Regions from separate parts of the Mus musculus genome. Here regions 2, 3 and 4 are each linked to region 1. A link is a contact called in public HiChIP or PLAC-seq and promoter capture Hi-C data. All regions are on one chromosome and are shown on one strand. The core of a region is the stretch at or near the end of the contact, and the rest is flanking DNA. Distances in the headings are between cores, read along the strand shown. Region 1 holds the start of Orai2 (ORAI calcium release-activated calcium modulator 2). Region 2 has its middle 8.8 kb from the start of Gm38722. Region 3 holds the start of Hspb1 (heat shock protein 1). Region 4 has its middle 14 kb from the start of Myl10.

Region 1 (3,840 bases), core at 1,247-3,746:
TCATTTACTACTCTTACAAAGGACCAGAGTTAGGTGTCCAGCACCCAAGTTAGACAGTTTACAACTTCTTGTAAGTCTAGCTCCAGAAGGTCTGCTGCCCTCTTGTGGCCTCCAATGGTACCTGCACTCATGTGCACACGCCCTCATATGAACACAAACACACACACACAAGTAAAAATAAAATCTTAAACAAAACCAAAACAGACCCTTTATCCAAGACAAGATGTGGCCCACAGAGAGGGTTCTGAGAAGCAGGAAGCTGAAGTCATGTGCAGGAAGGCGCTCATCCTCCAGAGAATGGGGCAGGATGGTTGACTGCTTGAAGACAAAGAGATAGAAGACTCTGGGGGGCTGGGACAGCAGCACAGAGCTAAATAGTAAGGCTATGCTGGACTTTCTTGGACTTTCTCCAGCAGTGCCAGGGCACAGGGGCATGATGGGAGACTGCAACTGGAAGTCAGATATTGCCAAGTCTCTTGGGGATAGACTACCTTTCATCTAGAGAGATGGCTTGTGTGGGGGGGGGGGCGGGGGGCTCAGTGGTTAGACCACTAGCTGCTCTTCCAGAGGACCCAGGTTCCATTCCCAGCAACCACATGGTAGCAAACGACTGTCTGTGACTCCAGACCCAGGGGATCAAAGGAAGGAAAGGATTCATGATGTGAAGAAGATGGATTTTCTGGGGGACCGCAATGAGGCAAGCCCCTGCGTTCCAGTCCGAGTGTGCAGCTGAGTGAGGATATGCAAATAGCTCCGAGTGGTTAGGGTGGGTGTGGAGAGCTGTCTGCCTCCCGCTCAATCGTGTTGGGCCTGCAGGTCCTATAAGGAGATGAGACACCCTTCCCCTGTATTAGTCCAGGAGGCTCAAATTCATTCTCTTTCCTTTTCTTTCTTTCTTTCCTTTCTTCTTTATTTCTTATCTCTTTCTTTTTACTTTTCTTTCTTTTTTTTTTCATTTTTCCGAGCTCTGCCTGTCCTAGAACTTGTTCTGTGACCAGAGTGATCCCAAACTCAGAGATCCATCCATCCATCCACACTACCTACAAGTTGTCATTACCACCCAGCTCCTTCCTTCCTTCCTTCCTTCCTTCCTTCCTTCCTTCCTTCTATTTTAGTTGTTTGGTTTTGTTTTTTTGAGACAGGGTTTCTCTGTGTAGCCCTGGCTGTTCTGGAACTCACTTTGTAGACCAGGCTGGCCTCGAACTCAGAAATCTGCCTGCCTCTGCCTCCCAAGTGCTGGGATTAAAGGTGTGCGCCACCACGCCCGGCCCTTCCTTCTATTTTAGATAGGGCCTTATGTAGGCCAGGTCAGCCTCCAACCAAAAATATAACCAAGCATAGCTTTGAACTCTGGATGCTGCAAGGGCTGAGATCACACACCTGCTTTGCATGGTGCTGGGGTTAGAACCCAGGGTTCCTGCACGCTAGGCAGATTTTCTAGGGGTTCCATCCACAGCTCCCGCTGATCCCCTTTCTATTTTTGGGTTTGTTTTGAGACAGGGTCTTGCTGTGTAGCCCAGGGTGGCTTGGAACTTGGGACTGTCTCACCTAATCTCCTGCGTGCCAGGATGGCAGGCATCACCAGCTTCTGTCACAAGTCCATTCCTTATACTCAGAGGGCCTATCTTGGTCCAACCCTTGCCCCATGGGGAGAAGCAGAGTCTGGCCTACAAATTCCAAGCTCAGGCCAGAGGGGGCGGTGAGACAAGATGGAGCCCATAAGTCTGTCAGATAGCACCCACCAACTCTAAGATTGCTAGGCAGACTGAACCTTTTTTTTAAAAAAAAAATTATTATTATTATTAAAATGAGGAGCAGCAGAAAGATTAGGTCTGACAAAAAAAATTAAAAAAAAAAAAAAAAAGCCAACCCACGGCAAGGCTGTTAGACGAGCATTTCTCTTGCCAGGTTTGTTTGAAACTGTCTCAGGCAGCAGGTTATGGAGTCTGCCTGTTTTAACTTCCTCTAAACATCTGGGGCACGGGAACTGTGTCTTGTCACCCACGCGCCTGAGAGGTGGCAGTGGCCTGCCAAAAGCAGCCACCTGCATCCCTGTCCTATACTCTAGGGAAGTCCCTGCGACTGCAGGACCCGAGAATCAGCTGGCAGCCCCGCGCGATCCAAGTCTTCTGACACTGCACTCTACCAAGGAAGTCAAGGGATTGGGGTCACCAGGCCATCCCTCTGCCTCTCATCAGCCTGTCCCTTCCTCTCCACGCCATGCCTGCCCAGGGAGAAGCTCCATCTCCTCCTGTCCAGTGTCCCTGATCCAATTTCCCCGCGCCCCTTAGCTAGGAGGGGACCCTCTCCTGTTCCCCTTCAGACACCCCCCCCCCCCAGACAAGGATGGACGGGCCCACCCGCGGCCGAGCACTCACCCTGACTGTCCAGCCCTCAGCGCGCTTGGCTCCAGCTCACGGCTCCGGCTCGTGGCTAGCGTCTGTGTCGCGGCCGGGTGGCCCGGCGGCCGGGCCAGGGCGGAGGACCGGCCCCCTCCCTCTTTCCGCCCGCAGCCGCTGCCTAGGCAACACTGCGCCGCCGTCACGTGACCCATCCGTGGGGCCCTGCCGCGGACCACGTGACCTGAATAGCTGGTTGGGGACCGACCCCTCCTACAAGATCTAGGGGTCTTCACTTCACAAAGTGCTATCATCCTCGTGGGACCCAGGTGGGTGGGTCCAGGCGTGGGAGAGCGCTGCTCCTAGCGAGTGACACTAGGGGATACCCAGCATCTGTCGTGGGCAGCATAGAGAGGTGGGGACAGGGTGTGAGTGTTGCAGAGTGGGTAGAGGCGTGCAAGAAAGGCTCAGCCTGGCTATATCCTGGTTTTCTCAGCTTGTGCAGTGACACCATTCTACTGTGGTCACGCAGGTAGGTGGCTCTTGGTTCCAGCAAGGCTGTGAGAACCAAACAATGCAAGGGACATGTTCTCATTGCTGAGCTCTGGGCACCTCATGGATGGCAGAGAAGGGTCGTTTGGACGCTGCGGCGAGGCATGCCCTGGCGAACACTGAGGTTTTACAACTGAGAAACTCAAACAGGAACGGCTCTGCAGGAAGTATACACTAAGTATACGCTCAGCGCCCCAGTGGGTGCCTCGTGGCCCCTCAGAGTGCTCCCTATTTGCCCGGTACGCTTCTGCTTGCACGCTCTATATAGGATTTTTCCATCTGTCGCAAAAGCATCAGACTGTGACACATTAACCCAAAGGAAGGAAAAATTCCACTCGTATCCAAATTTCCTGACAACTGGGAGTGTATAGATGTGACTGTTAGCAGTTTCCGCTTGGGTTGCCAAGTCAATTCACTTAGGATAGGTGAAAGCAACTCCTCCCTCCTGGCGCTGACCCCTCCTGACAGCGTGGGCCATCATAAGGCTCCACGTGTGCCTACATAAGAGGGTCTGAACCTGCGGGAGCCACGCACTCTCAAGGCAACTGCCTGGCGCCTGCAGAGCTGAAGTTTGAGTAAACGAAAACAGGAAGGAGACACTTGGTAAACTCCAGCCATTGCATCATGGATGACACTCTTTCAACAAGGGGTTTTTGCTTCTTGCGGTTATTAGGAAGCTTAGCTTTGGAGTAGGACTTTCCAGCGCCAGGCACTGAGGTTCCTCCACCGCCAGCACAATTATCTGGCATGCCTGGGCAAAAATGAAATGCCAACTGTAATTACCAGTCTGCCTAGGAGCCGCTTTGCTAACCAAACACAGGCAACAGCCCTTACTGTTGTTTGACTCACTTCCTCCTTAGAAGGGAGGAAGCCATGGTATCTGTCCTGTTGGAAGGAGGGTCGGAGGTTGGAGGATCCACAACCCCTGCCCCCTCTTAGGATCCCAGGG
Region 2 (3,296 bases), core at 105-2,604, 450 kb after region 1:
GGATGGTTCAGTGGGTAAAGGAGCTTGCCACCAAACCTGCCGACTCAAGTTTAATCCCAGGAACCCACGTGGTTGAAGGAAAGAACTGACTCCTAGAGTTTGTCCTCTGACCTCCACAGGCCGGCTTTGGCATAAGCTTTCCCTACCCCTACTCCCTTAAAGTGATCTTTTCTTTTCTCTTCTTTTCTTTTCTTTCTCTTTTGTTTTTGTTTGTTTTGCTTGTTTGTTTGTTTGTTTTTAAACCCTCAAAATGAACAAATAAATTTTAAGAACCCTCTAACCAGAAAAGAAACAACAACAGCAAAACAGTAATAAACCCAGGAGCATGATCTTCTGGTACACACATGTAACTGACAGGCTGACAGGGGTCAGCCTGGGCTTCAGAGTGAACCTTGCCTTAAACAGACCAGATACACAGTCTTGAGGGGAGATAGGAGTTCTACTGGATGGTCCCACTCTCATCTCGGGAGCTTGGACCTATCCAGCCCCACCTTGGTGGTCTTGTTTTCTGCCACGTGTTTAGAGGAGCCTTTTTTTTTTTTTTTTTTTTTTTTTTTTTTTTTTTTTTTGAGACAGGGTTTCTCTGTATTGCCCTGGCTGTCCTGGGACTCACTTTGTAGACCAGACTGGCCTCAAACTCAGAAATCCACCTGCCTCTGCCTCCTGAGTGCTAGGATTAAAGGCGTGTGCCACCATGCCGGGCCGAGGAGCCTTTTTTATTAAGGAAGCTTTCATCCAGGCCGACCTTGATCCTTTGCAGAGGCCATGGGAGCTAAGGAAAGTTAGGGAGCAAGAGAAGCTTTTTCTCTTGTGGGAAAGCCTTGTCATCTTTCCAGGTGAGGATGGTAGCCCCGATTTTCTCATGAACCGGCATCCCCAAAGGCAGGGATCATTCTGGATTGCTTTTGGGAGTCAACTCATTGCTCAGGACTTGGGAATGCCGTAGGTCCTCAATCAATACTCCAAGGGTTGGATTCCGCAGAACCATGTGCCTGCGGCACCCATCCAGCTAAGATAGTCACAACCTCGGAGTAGGCTTAGGGAGAGGTGGCCTGGCTTCAGGAGGGTATTGGGTGCAAAGAAAAGCATCGTGGGGGGCCGTTTGGGGTCCTCCCGGGGCGCTTAACCTTGGCTTTCTCTGCTGGCTGGGTTGTGGCTCCTTACTCCAGGGCCTCGGGCTGCGCGCCAGAGAAGAGGAGGAGGCGTCTACCGTCTGCACCCATCACCTGAGCTGTACCGGGCGGGGAGGATAACAATTATTGGGAGAGGTTGAAAAAAAAATCATTATCAAATAACTACAGCTTGCAAAAGTTGGAGGGTGGAAAGGAAAATGCGGTCCGGATCGCTGCAGGATCGCGCGGCTGCTGGAGCTGCGCCGCGCAGCGCCGCGGTAGCCGATCTGGAAGGAGAAACATCTGCAAGGCATTTGTGCGAGGCTCACCTTTGAGACCTCGCGGTTGGAAGGAGGCGCTGAGTTCGCGCAAAAGGAAAATCGCTCCAAGGTTTTCTTAGGGGGACCCTGACTGGCGCGGGCTGAGGAGGCTAGGGAGTTGGGGAAGAGCGCCCCCTGTCAGGCGCACGAAGAGCCTTGATGACCCGAAAGGAAAGCTACCACCTTAGCCTCAGTTTCCCAATCTTTCTCTCTTTACCCCTCCTCCTTCCCCTCACCCTCATGTAGCCCAGGCTTTTTATGTAGCTGAGGCTGGCCTTGAACACTTCACCTTCCTTCTTCAGTCTCCCAAGTGCTGGGATTGCAAGTCTGCCTTCTAAGATACATTTTCAGCAGTATATGAATGGGAGTTAACGTTAAATTCACCAATCCGTTCATGTGACGAATTACGATGTCACTTTAAAAAAATCTTTAAAAGATAGCATGTCCAAGGAAAAAGGGGGAAACTTTTTTCCTGATAAAACAGAAGTGGCTTTTCGGAAATGTTTTTCCTTTTGGCAGCTTCATAAGACACTGTGATCAGCCAACGCCTTACTACCCTTTCCTCTGCAACAGCCTGCTTTCCCGTTCCCCCTCTCTCCTACCTTCATGCCCCTCTCTTATACCCCCACCCCGTAAGCAGTCACAGCCAGGTGTTCATGACACCAAGAGTCATTGACAGCCCACCACATGCTTCACCCCCATTCTGCTCCTCCCTTCCCTCTTTCCAGATGTTCCCTGGGCCTTGGAATGGTGACACAACGTGCTGGGTGGGACCGGGCATTCAGCAGCCACCTGTTCTCACCCCTTGGACCAGCTGAGTTCCCCCCCCCCCCAAGCACTGCCCATTCAAGAAGCCCTTCTCTGGTCAAAGCTGAGGGCTTCCTTAGTCTGTGTGTGTCCCCCCAAAACAAGGTTTCTCTGTGTAGCCCTGGCTGTTCTGGAACTCACTCTGTAGACTAGGCTGTCCTTGAACTCAGAGCTCTGCCTGACTCTGCCTCCCGAGTGCTAGGACTAAAGGTGTCTGCCACCACCGCTCAGCTTAGTCTATGGGTACAAGCACTGTTTCGAAAGCAGTTTAGGATTATGGAGATGGCTCAGTTACTAAAGGCACTTTCTGCTACACGTGAAGACCTGGGTTGGCTCTCCAGGACCCACAGGAGAGAGGAGAGAACCAACTTCTTCAGGTTGTCCTCTGGCTGTCAAAACTTGTGCCATGGGTGTCCTCACATACAAAATAAGTAAATAAATGCAATAAAAAAAATTAAGAATAGAAGGCAGCTTATGAGGTCACTTGACAGGTCACCAGGAGTTCCCTGTAGGGCCTGACCTTTCCAGGCTCAGACATTTCCCCAGTTCTGCTTGACAAGCCTTCCTTCCATCCCTTGGGGCAGATCTCCTCACATCCAATCCTAAAGACAGAATCTTATTTGTAGCTGAGGCTGGCCTTGAACCATCCATATCCTTTTGTCTCTCTGCCTCTTGAGTGCTAGGATCACAGGGAGGTACCGCTGTGTCCAATATATTCTTCTTCCCTCCCTCCCTCCTTCTTCCCTCCCTCCCTCCCTCCTTCTTCCCTCCCTTCCTCTGTCTTAGAAGGTCTCCTGTAGCCCAAGCTGGCCTCAAACTCACTACAAGGCCAAGGATGCCCTTGAACTCCTGATCCTCATGCCTCCACCTAAAACCAGGATCATAGGCATGCAGCCTTGCACTCTGTTTTGAGTAGCCAAAAAGTTCCTTGGAGGCTCAGCTGGTGGAGTGCGTGCCTACCACTCAGAAGCCCTTGGCTCCATCCAGCTCTGCCTAAACCAGGAATGGTGGTGTATGACCGTATTCAGGAGGTAGAGACAAGAGCTGAATCAGAAGT
Region 3 (3,322 bases), core at 619-3,118, 280 kb before region 1:
TGAGTGTGGCCTGTGCCTCCTGTCCGAGCAAGCGCTGGGGTGGGGCAGTTGCAGAACCAGGAGGATACTAGGGGATACCTACTCATCCAGCTTGCAGGTTCCAGGTTCGATGTCTCCTGAGAGATGGTCTAATGGTTAGAGGCACTGCCTGCCCTTCCTATAGTACTGTCTTAGTCAGGATTTCTATTCCTGCACAAACATCATAACCAAGAAGCAAGTTGGGGAGGAAAGGGTTTATTCAGCGGACACTTTCCACATTGCTGTTCATCACCAAAGGAAGTCAGGACTGGAATTAAGCAGGTCAGAAAGCAGGAGCTGATGCAGAGGCCATGGAGGGATGTTTCTCACTGGCTTGCTTCCCCTGGCTTGCTCAGCTTGTTCTCTCGCTCTCTTTCTCTCTCTCTCTTTTTTTTTGGGGGGGGGTCTTTTCTAGACAGTGTTTCTCTGTATAGCCCTGGCTGTCCTGGAACTCACTCTGTAGACCAGGCTGGCCTCGAACTCAGAAACCCACCTGCCTCTGCCTCCCAAGTGCTGGGATTAAAGTCGTGCACCACCACCACCTGGCCCAGCTTGCTCTCTTATAGAACCAAGACTACCAGCCCAAGAATGGCTCCACCCACAATGCCCCCCCCCCCCCGATCTCTAATTGAGAAAATGCCTTATAGCTGGATCTCATGGAGGTATTTCCTCAAAGGAGGCTCCTTTCTCTGTGATAACTCCAGCTTGTATCAATTTGACACTAAACCAGCCAGTACAAGTATCCAGGTTCAAATTCTAGCACCCACCTGGCATTCCAATTTCTGATACTCTCTGTAACTCAAGATCTAACACTCTCACACAGACATTCATGTAGGCAAAACACTGATACACATTATATATATATATATATATATATATATATATATATATATATATATAATAAAAAAAAAAAGCGGCCGGGTGTGGTGGGGCACGCCTTTAATCCCAGCACTCCGGAGGCACGGGCAGGTGGATTTCTGAGTTCGAGGCCAGCCTGGTCTACAAAGTGAATTCCAGGACAGCCAGGGCTATACAGAGAAACCCTGTCTCGAAAAACCAAAAAAAAAAAAAAAAAAAAAAGCATCAAATAGCCCAGCGGTGGTGATGCACACCTTTAATCCCAGCACTTGGGAGGCAGAGGCAGGCGGGTTTCTGAATTCGAGGCCAGCCTGGTCTACAAAGTGAGTTCCAGGACAACCAGGGCTATGCAGAGAAACATTGTCTTCAGAAAAAAAAAAAAAAAAAAAAAAAAAAAAGCAAAGCAAAACAAAACAAAAAAAAAGCATCAAAATAAAAAAAGAAAAATCCTACTTCAGAGAGAGAGAGAGAGAGAGAGAGAGAGAGAGAGAGAGAGGAGAGAGGAGAGAGAAAGAGAGAAAGAAGAAAGAAAGTCAGTTTCTGGGTCAGAAAGATACTCAGTGAACACTAAGGCGCCTGCCACGAAGCCTTTGCTCCCCAGGAGATACACTATAGAAGACAGCTATCTTGCCGGTGTCATGAGACCTCCACAGGTGTGCCATGACATGTGTGTTCCCACGGGCCTCCTTCTGGTTCAGACCAGGTTCAGTTGCTTCCCAGTTGCGACACAAAAGACCTAACCTCTCCTGGTTATTCTCAATAAAAAATGGGGCTGGCCCCAGGCCACCGCCCTTCAGCCAGCAGTGTCCTAAACCCGACAGTGGGAATCGCTCCAGCTACCGGTATTACGCCGTCATTTGTTTTCTTCAACAAGAGAAGTTTCCAGATGGGGGCAGAACCTTCCTGGCCCCGCCTGCCCGCCCCCTTTGCAAGCTTAGGGGGAGGAATGCAGAGGGGAGGGGCGGCGAGGGGCGGCCCCTGAGACGGTCATTGCCATTAATAGAGACCTGAAGCACCGCCTGCTAAAAATACCCGGCTGGGCACACATAAAAGCACGCTGGGGCTCCAGTCCGGCACTTCTCGGATCCTCAGCCCAGTGCTTCTAGATCCTCAGCCTTGACCAGCCAAGAACATGACCGAGCGCCGCGTGCCCTTCTCGCTGCTGCGGAGCCCGAGCTGGGAACCATTCCGGGACTGGTACCCTGCACACAGCCGCCTCTTCGATCAAGCTTTCGGGGTGCCCCGGTTGCCCGATGAGTGGTCGCAGTGGTTCAGCGCCGCTGGGTGGCCCGGATACGTGCGCCCGCTGCCCGCCGCGACCGCCGAGGGCCCCGCGGCGGTGACCCTGGCCGCACCAGCCTTCAGCCGAGCGCTCAACCGACAGCTCAGCAGCGGGGTCTCGGAGATCCGACAGACGGCTGATCGCTGGCGCGTGTCCCTGGACGTCAACCACTTCGCTCCGGAGGAGCTCACAGTGAAGACCAAGGAAGGCGTGGTGGAGATCACTGGTGAGTTTCCCTTGTGCCCAGAGGGGACGAAGCTGCCGAGGCGAGAGTGGTGGCTGGGGGGCTGAGGGTGGGGGCTGAAACCCTGAGGAATAGAACCCTGAGAAGTTAGAAATGAACCTAGGGACCCGGAGCCCGCATCATTCTCCTTTGCCTGCTTCTCTTGCCCCGGAACGCGGGGTGCAGGTTGCTCTTAAAAGCTCTGTCATCTTCGATGATATGGACCAACAGCTGGGGATGTAGCTCAGGGTAGAGCTTCGCCTGGCCTGCCGGGAGGCCTTGAGGCTTTGCGTTCCACCCGCAGCACAGAAACAAAATGAAGGAAGACCCAACACACCTTCTGGAAGACCTCATTCCCAAATAAGCAAGCGGCAGGATCAGGGTCCCTAGACCCAGCCGCAGAGGCTTTGAGTATACCTACCCTGGTATCCAAGTCTGGGTCAGAGCCAAGCCCTTCGCATCCCAAATCTCAGAAGGGAAGTTTCTGGAAAGTTTTAAGATTCCAGACAGTCAGGCACCCCGCCGCACTCGGGTTTGTTTGCCTCCCTGGGGGGTCCCAGCCACTCCTTAGCTAGGACAGCAGAGGGCTGCTTCTGACCTTCTGTCCCCACCCACAGGCAAGCACGAAGAAAGGCAGGACGAACATGGCTACATCTCTCGGTGCTTCACCCGGAAATACACGTGAGTTCTGATTCCTTGCATGGAGGGCGGGGAGGTGGGGGGGAGGGGGAGCGGACCCAGGGCGGAGGGCGAAGAGCCCCGGGTCAGGAGGGATGTGTAACCCTTGCCCTGATTTTCTGTGTGTCCAGGCTCCCTCCAGGTGTGGACCCCACCCTAGTGTCCTCTTCCCTATCCCCTGAGGGCACACTTACCGTGGAGGCTCCGTTGCCCAAAGCAGTCACGCAGTCAGCGGAGATCACCATTCCGGTTACTTTCGAGGC
Region 4 (3,738 bases), core at 92-2,591, 510 kb after region 1:
TATAATCATAAGGCAGAGATCATAGATGAAGGCAGGGCTGGTGAGATGGCTCAGTGGTTAAGAGCACTGACTGCTCTTCCAAAGGTCCTGAGTTCAAATCCCATCAACCACATGGTGGCTCACAACCATCTGTAACGAGATATGACTCCCTCTTCTGGTGTGTCTGAAGACAGCTACAGTGTACTTACATATAATAAACAAATAAATCTTAAAAAAAATAGATGAAGGCAACTGACATTGATCCCTGCCTTCCCACAAGAATGAGCGCCTCTCCCACACACAAAACAAGATGGATGGCATCTGAGGAACAGCACTTGAGGCTGACCTCTAGTCTGTATTCAAGCATGGGAGCTTGTTCTGTCTGTCTGTCTGTCTGTCTCTGCCTGCCTGCCTGTCTGTCTGTCTCTTTCTCAGATTGTGTTTGGCTATGAGTAGCAGGACAACCCAAAAGAATGGCATAAACAAAAGTGGGAACCTGAGAAACGCGATTCATAATTCTGTGATGGCTTCAATTGTCCCTACCCCCCTCCCTCCCGTCAAACGCTGCCACCACCACCGTCCCGCACTTGCCTTTTATCTTTAAAGCCCTCACCTGGTCCCAAGACAGATGGTACGGCTCCACATCTCAATAGTATTCACAAACAACGCAAGCTATCTAAGACCGTGCCTTTCTAGAAACAGCATGTGTTGACTTTTTATAGGACACAGGCAATGATTTAATCATCTTGTTTCTTTCTGCATCGAGGGTGAAGACTGAGATTATCTTTGGGGGCTCACTTAGTTGCCCAGGGTGACCTTGAATTCACTCTGTGGGCCTGGAGTTCCTTCTGAGCTCCTCCTGTCTCAGCCTCCTGAGCAACTGGGATGGAAGGCTTGTGCCACCAGGCAAAACTGCCTCAAGAAGTAAAAAGAGGAGTGGGGGTGTGGCTCAGTGGTAGACCACATGTCTAGAATCCCCCAGTGAGGGGCTGGGGGTGTGGCTCAGTGGTAGAGCTCCTGCCTAGAATCCCCCAGTGAGGGGCTAGGGGCGTGGCTCAGTGGTAGAGCCCCTACCTAGAATCCCCCAGGGAGGGGCTGGGGGTGTGGCTCTGGGTAGCGCTGCGGTTAATAACCAGGGGAAGCTAGCTAGGGCCGGGACAAGGAAGTCTTAGAGTCTCTGCAATTTTTGTATTAATCCAAAACTGTTCTGAGGTAAAAGCTGTGGGCTGAGGACAGACCTGGAAATGGCTCCTACTTTTTTCTCTCTCCTGTTGGGCCCCAGCTTGTGATAGGAAGCAAGGCTCAAGGAATGGCCTAAGGTCAGGCTGAGGGAGGAGTCTGTACCCGGGGAGAGGAGTCTCACCTGTGGGTGTGAAGGGGCTGGGTGGCTGGCCGCACCCCAGAACCAGCCTAGGGTGTAAGCTTCCCCATACCTGGCAACTTGGCTAATGGCTCATTCAGGAGGGCGGATGTGGCTCAATATAATTACAGTTTGTTCAGTTCAGTGGCTGTCAGCTGGGGGCCCTCAGGGGAGGGTGGGAGGAGGCTTTGGGCGGCATAAACCTCCCATTAGTAAAGCAAATTGGGCCTGTTTGGCAGTCTGTAGATCTTCTGGAGGCCTCAGACCCCGCCTGCTTGAGCTGCCCTGTGTGGAGGATGTAACAGGGACCGTCCTGAGGTCCAGGGCTGTTCAGCTCCATTTTGAGATGGGAGGGCTTAATTCCACGAGGAACACTGTGGCCCCTTGAATATTCCAGGCCTCAGTTTCCCCAGCTGCCCAAGGAGTGAGGTCTGGATCTTGGGGAAGAGAAAGAGAGTTGAGATCTGGATATGGCAGTACATCCCTGTCCTCAGCATTTGGGGGGATAAGGCGGGAGGGCTGTGAATTCTGGTGAATTCTGGACTAGACAGTGTGAGTTTCAGGCCAACCTGGACTACATAATGAGACTCTGTCTGAAAAATCCCCAAAGTCAAGACTAGGTGAAGGCTCAGTTGGCACAGTGTTTGCCTTACAAGCACAGAGGGATGGGGCGGGGTGGGGGCTGGGGCTGTGTTGGTCCCTAGCACACACATACAGAAGCTGGACATGGTGGTGTTTGTAAACCTACCACTGAGAAGGCAGAGGTGGGGTGGTGGGGGTTCCCTGGGGATCCCTGGGACTTGTTGCAGCCAGCCTAGGCAAATGGGAAAACTCCAGGCCAGTATAAGATTGTCTCAAAAAACAAGGGACACAGTCTCCTGAGGAGTGACATCTAAGATTGTCTTTTTGACACACAGGCACACACAGCGTTCTCTGTGAGTTAGTGGCCAGCCTGATCTAAATGGGGGCTTTCCAAGCTAGCAAGGGCTACATAATGAGACCTGTTTCAAAACAAAATAAATAAAAAATTTTGGAAAAAATAGAAGAAAGGAGACAAGATTTCATGTAGACCCAATTGCAATGTAGAGGGAGATGACCTTGAACTTCCAATTCTCCAGACTCTACCTCCGAAGAGCTATCATTACTGGGGTGCAACCGTGGCTGGTGTACATGGTGCTGGGGGGGAGGGGTGGGAAACCCAGAGTTCTGAACATGCTAGGCACATACATACTCCACAGGCCTGAAGGAGAGTATTTCAGATTGAAGCAATTACAGAGCACTGCATGGTACACTGGCCTGAAGCCCCTGCAAATGAGAAGCTGAGGTCCCTGCACATGAGAGGCGGAGGCTGGAGGATAATGAGATCAGGGCAGCCTGGGCTACATAGTGAATTGATGCCAACCCGGGCAATTTAGTGTGTCTCAAAAATATATATATAATAAATCACACCAGGACCAGACCCCTCTTTCCCACTCTGGTCCCTATTGAAGCGCAATCTTTCTTGTCTGTAGACTCTACAGTGTAGAGAATGTCATTGCCATTAAACTGTCTCACAAGTGGTAGTTTCCTGTCCTTCCACAGCTGGCTTGGCTGTGGGTCAGTCCTGAATTTCTGTTCTTTGACCTGTCAGATCTGTGCTCCAACTTCACTTTCAAAGGTTGTTCAAGTCCAGGCTAGCCGCAGCTTTCCTTCTTGTTCACACTACTGGGCTTTCATCGCTACATCTAACAACAAAAGAGGTCAGAAGTGTCAAGCGTCACCATGTGGTTTCTGACATTAGGTGCTTCCAATGTTATTTCCAGGACATTTGTGTTACAATCCTGGGCCACCAAAGGAGGAGTCTGACTACCAAGAGGCAGCCATATTGTAAGGCTGTGCAAGCCATAACGTCCTGGTCAGCCTACAGTGTCTTTGAACCTTTTCAGCTCAGACATTAAATGTATATGATCTAGCCTGTAATGGTTGATGTCGATTGTCAACTTGACAGCATCATCATGGGGACAGGCATCAGGGCATGTCTTTAAGGAAGTTTCTGAATTGGGTTAATTGAGGTAGAAAGACCCAACCTGGATATGGGTGGCACCATTCCACGGATTTGTGTCCTAAACTGAATAAAAAGGAGACAGAGAGCTGAGCACCAGCGTCTGCCTCTCTTTTCTGACTATGGGTTTGACACATCAATGAGAGGAGTAATTAGATCACGCTGCAGGTGACTGTCACCTATCTTCCTGTGCATTCATGTCCGTCGTCCTTTTTTTAAATATATGTGAGTACAGCATTACCATCCTCAGACACACCAGAAGAGGGCATCAGATCCCATTACAGATGAATGCCAGCTACCATGGGGTTGCTGGGAATTGAACTCAGGACCTCTGGAAGAGCGGTCAGTGCTCTTAATC

The links. Promoter capture Hi-C pulls out the DNA fragments that hold promoters and counts their contacts. HiChIP or PLAC-seq counts read pairs in DNA pulled down with a chosen protein or histone mark.
Region 2: a contact with region 1 is called in a promoter capture Hi-C map of the HPC-7 cell line, with 4 times the contacts expected there. The contact joins the enhancer-like site here to the promoter of Orai2 in region 1. A contact is called at or near these places in 7 of 39 promoter capture datasets (the C10 cell line, the HPC-7 cell line, cranial neural crest and 4 more), 1 of 115 datasets of contacts at active chromatin or transcription factors (bone marrow-derived macrophages) and 1 of 9 other capture datasets (embryonic stem cells).
Region 3: an H3K27ac HiChIP or PLAC-seq map of embryonic stem cells shows a contact between it and region 1, with 4 times the contacts expected there. The contact joins the promoter of Hspb1 here to the promoter of Orai2 in region 1. A contact is called at or near these places in 8 of 39 promoter capture datasets (the 3T3-L1 cell line, 3T3-L1-derived adipocytes, embryonic stem cells and 3 more), 1 of 15 datasets of contacts at CTCF or cohesin (embryonic stem cells), 8 of 484 Hi-C or Micro-C datasets (the N1E-115 cell line, adipose-derived mesenchymal stem cells, cardiomyocytes and 3 more), 2 of 115 datasets of contacts at active chromatin or transcription factors (embryonic stem cells and pancreatic cancer cells) and 1 of 9 other capture datasets (embryonic stem cells).
Region 4: a contact with region 1 is called in a promoter capture Hi-C map of trophoblast stem cells, with 5 times the contacts expected there. The contact joins the enhancer-like site here to the promoter of Orai2 in region 1. A contact is called at or near these places in 13 of 39 promoter capture datasets (cranial neural crest, embryonic stem cells, frontonasal cranial neural crest and 6 more) and 2 of 115 datasets of contacts at active chromatin or transcription factors (craniofacial prominence and embryonic stem cells).

The regions. Positions count from the first base shown.
Region 1 is chr5:136,168,160-136,171,999 of GRCm38.p6, forward strand. Orai2 (ORAI calcium release-activated calcium modulator 2) reads right to left here and starts at 2,497. Exons shown (of 3, transcript NM_178751.3): 1 at 2,379-2,497.
Region 2 is chr5:136,621,902-136,625,197 of GRCm38.p6, forward strand. No RefSeq gene overlaps it. Among named protein-coding and RNA genes, the nearest start is that of Gm38722, 8.8 kb to the right of the region's middle. Within about 2 kb of position 1,355, at least 141 of the 459 cell types and tissues checked have an H3K27ac peak or open chromatin away from gene starts, as enhancers often do. A contact at or near this core is called in the HPC-7 cell line, bone marrow-derived macrophages, pre-B cells and 1 more, where this site is marked.
Region 3 is chr5:135,886,051-135,889,372 of GRCm38.p6, forward strand. Hspb1 (heat shock protein 1) reads left to right here and starts at 1,869. Exons shown (of 3, transcript NM_013560.2): 1 at 1,869-2,384; 2 at 2,999-3,062; 3 at 3,191-3,322. The coding sequence starts at 2,009.
Region 4 is chr5:136,677,675-136,681,412 of GRCm38.p6, forward strand. No RefSeq gene overlaps it. Among named protein-coding and RNA genes, the nearest start is that of Myl10, 14 kb to the right of the region's middle. Within about 2 kb of position 1,342, at least 27 of the 459 cell types and tissues checked have an H3K27ac peak or open chromatin away from gene starts, as enhancers often do. A contact at or near this core is called in hematopoietic stem and progenitor cells and trophoblast stem cells, where this site is marked.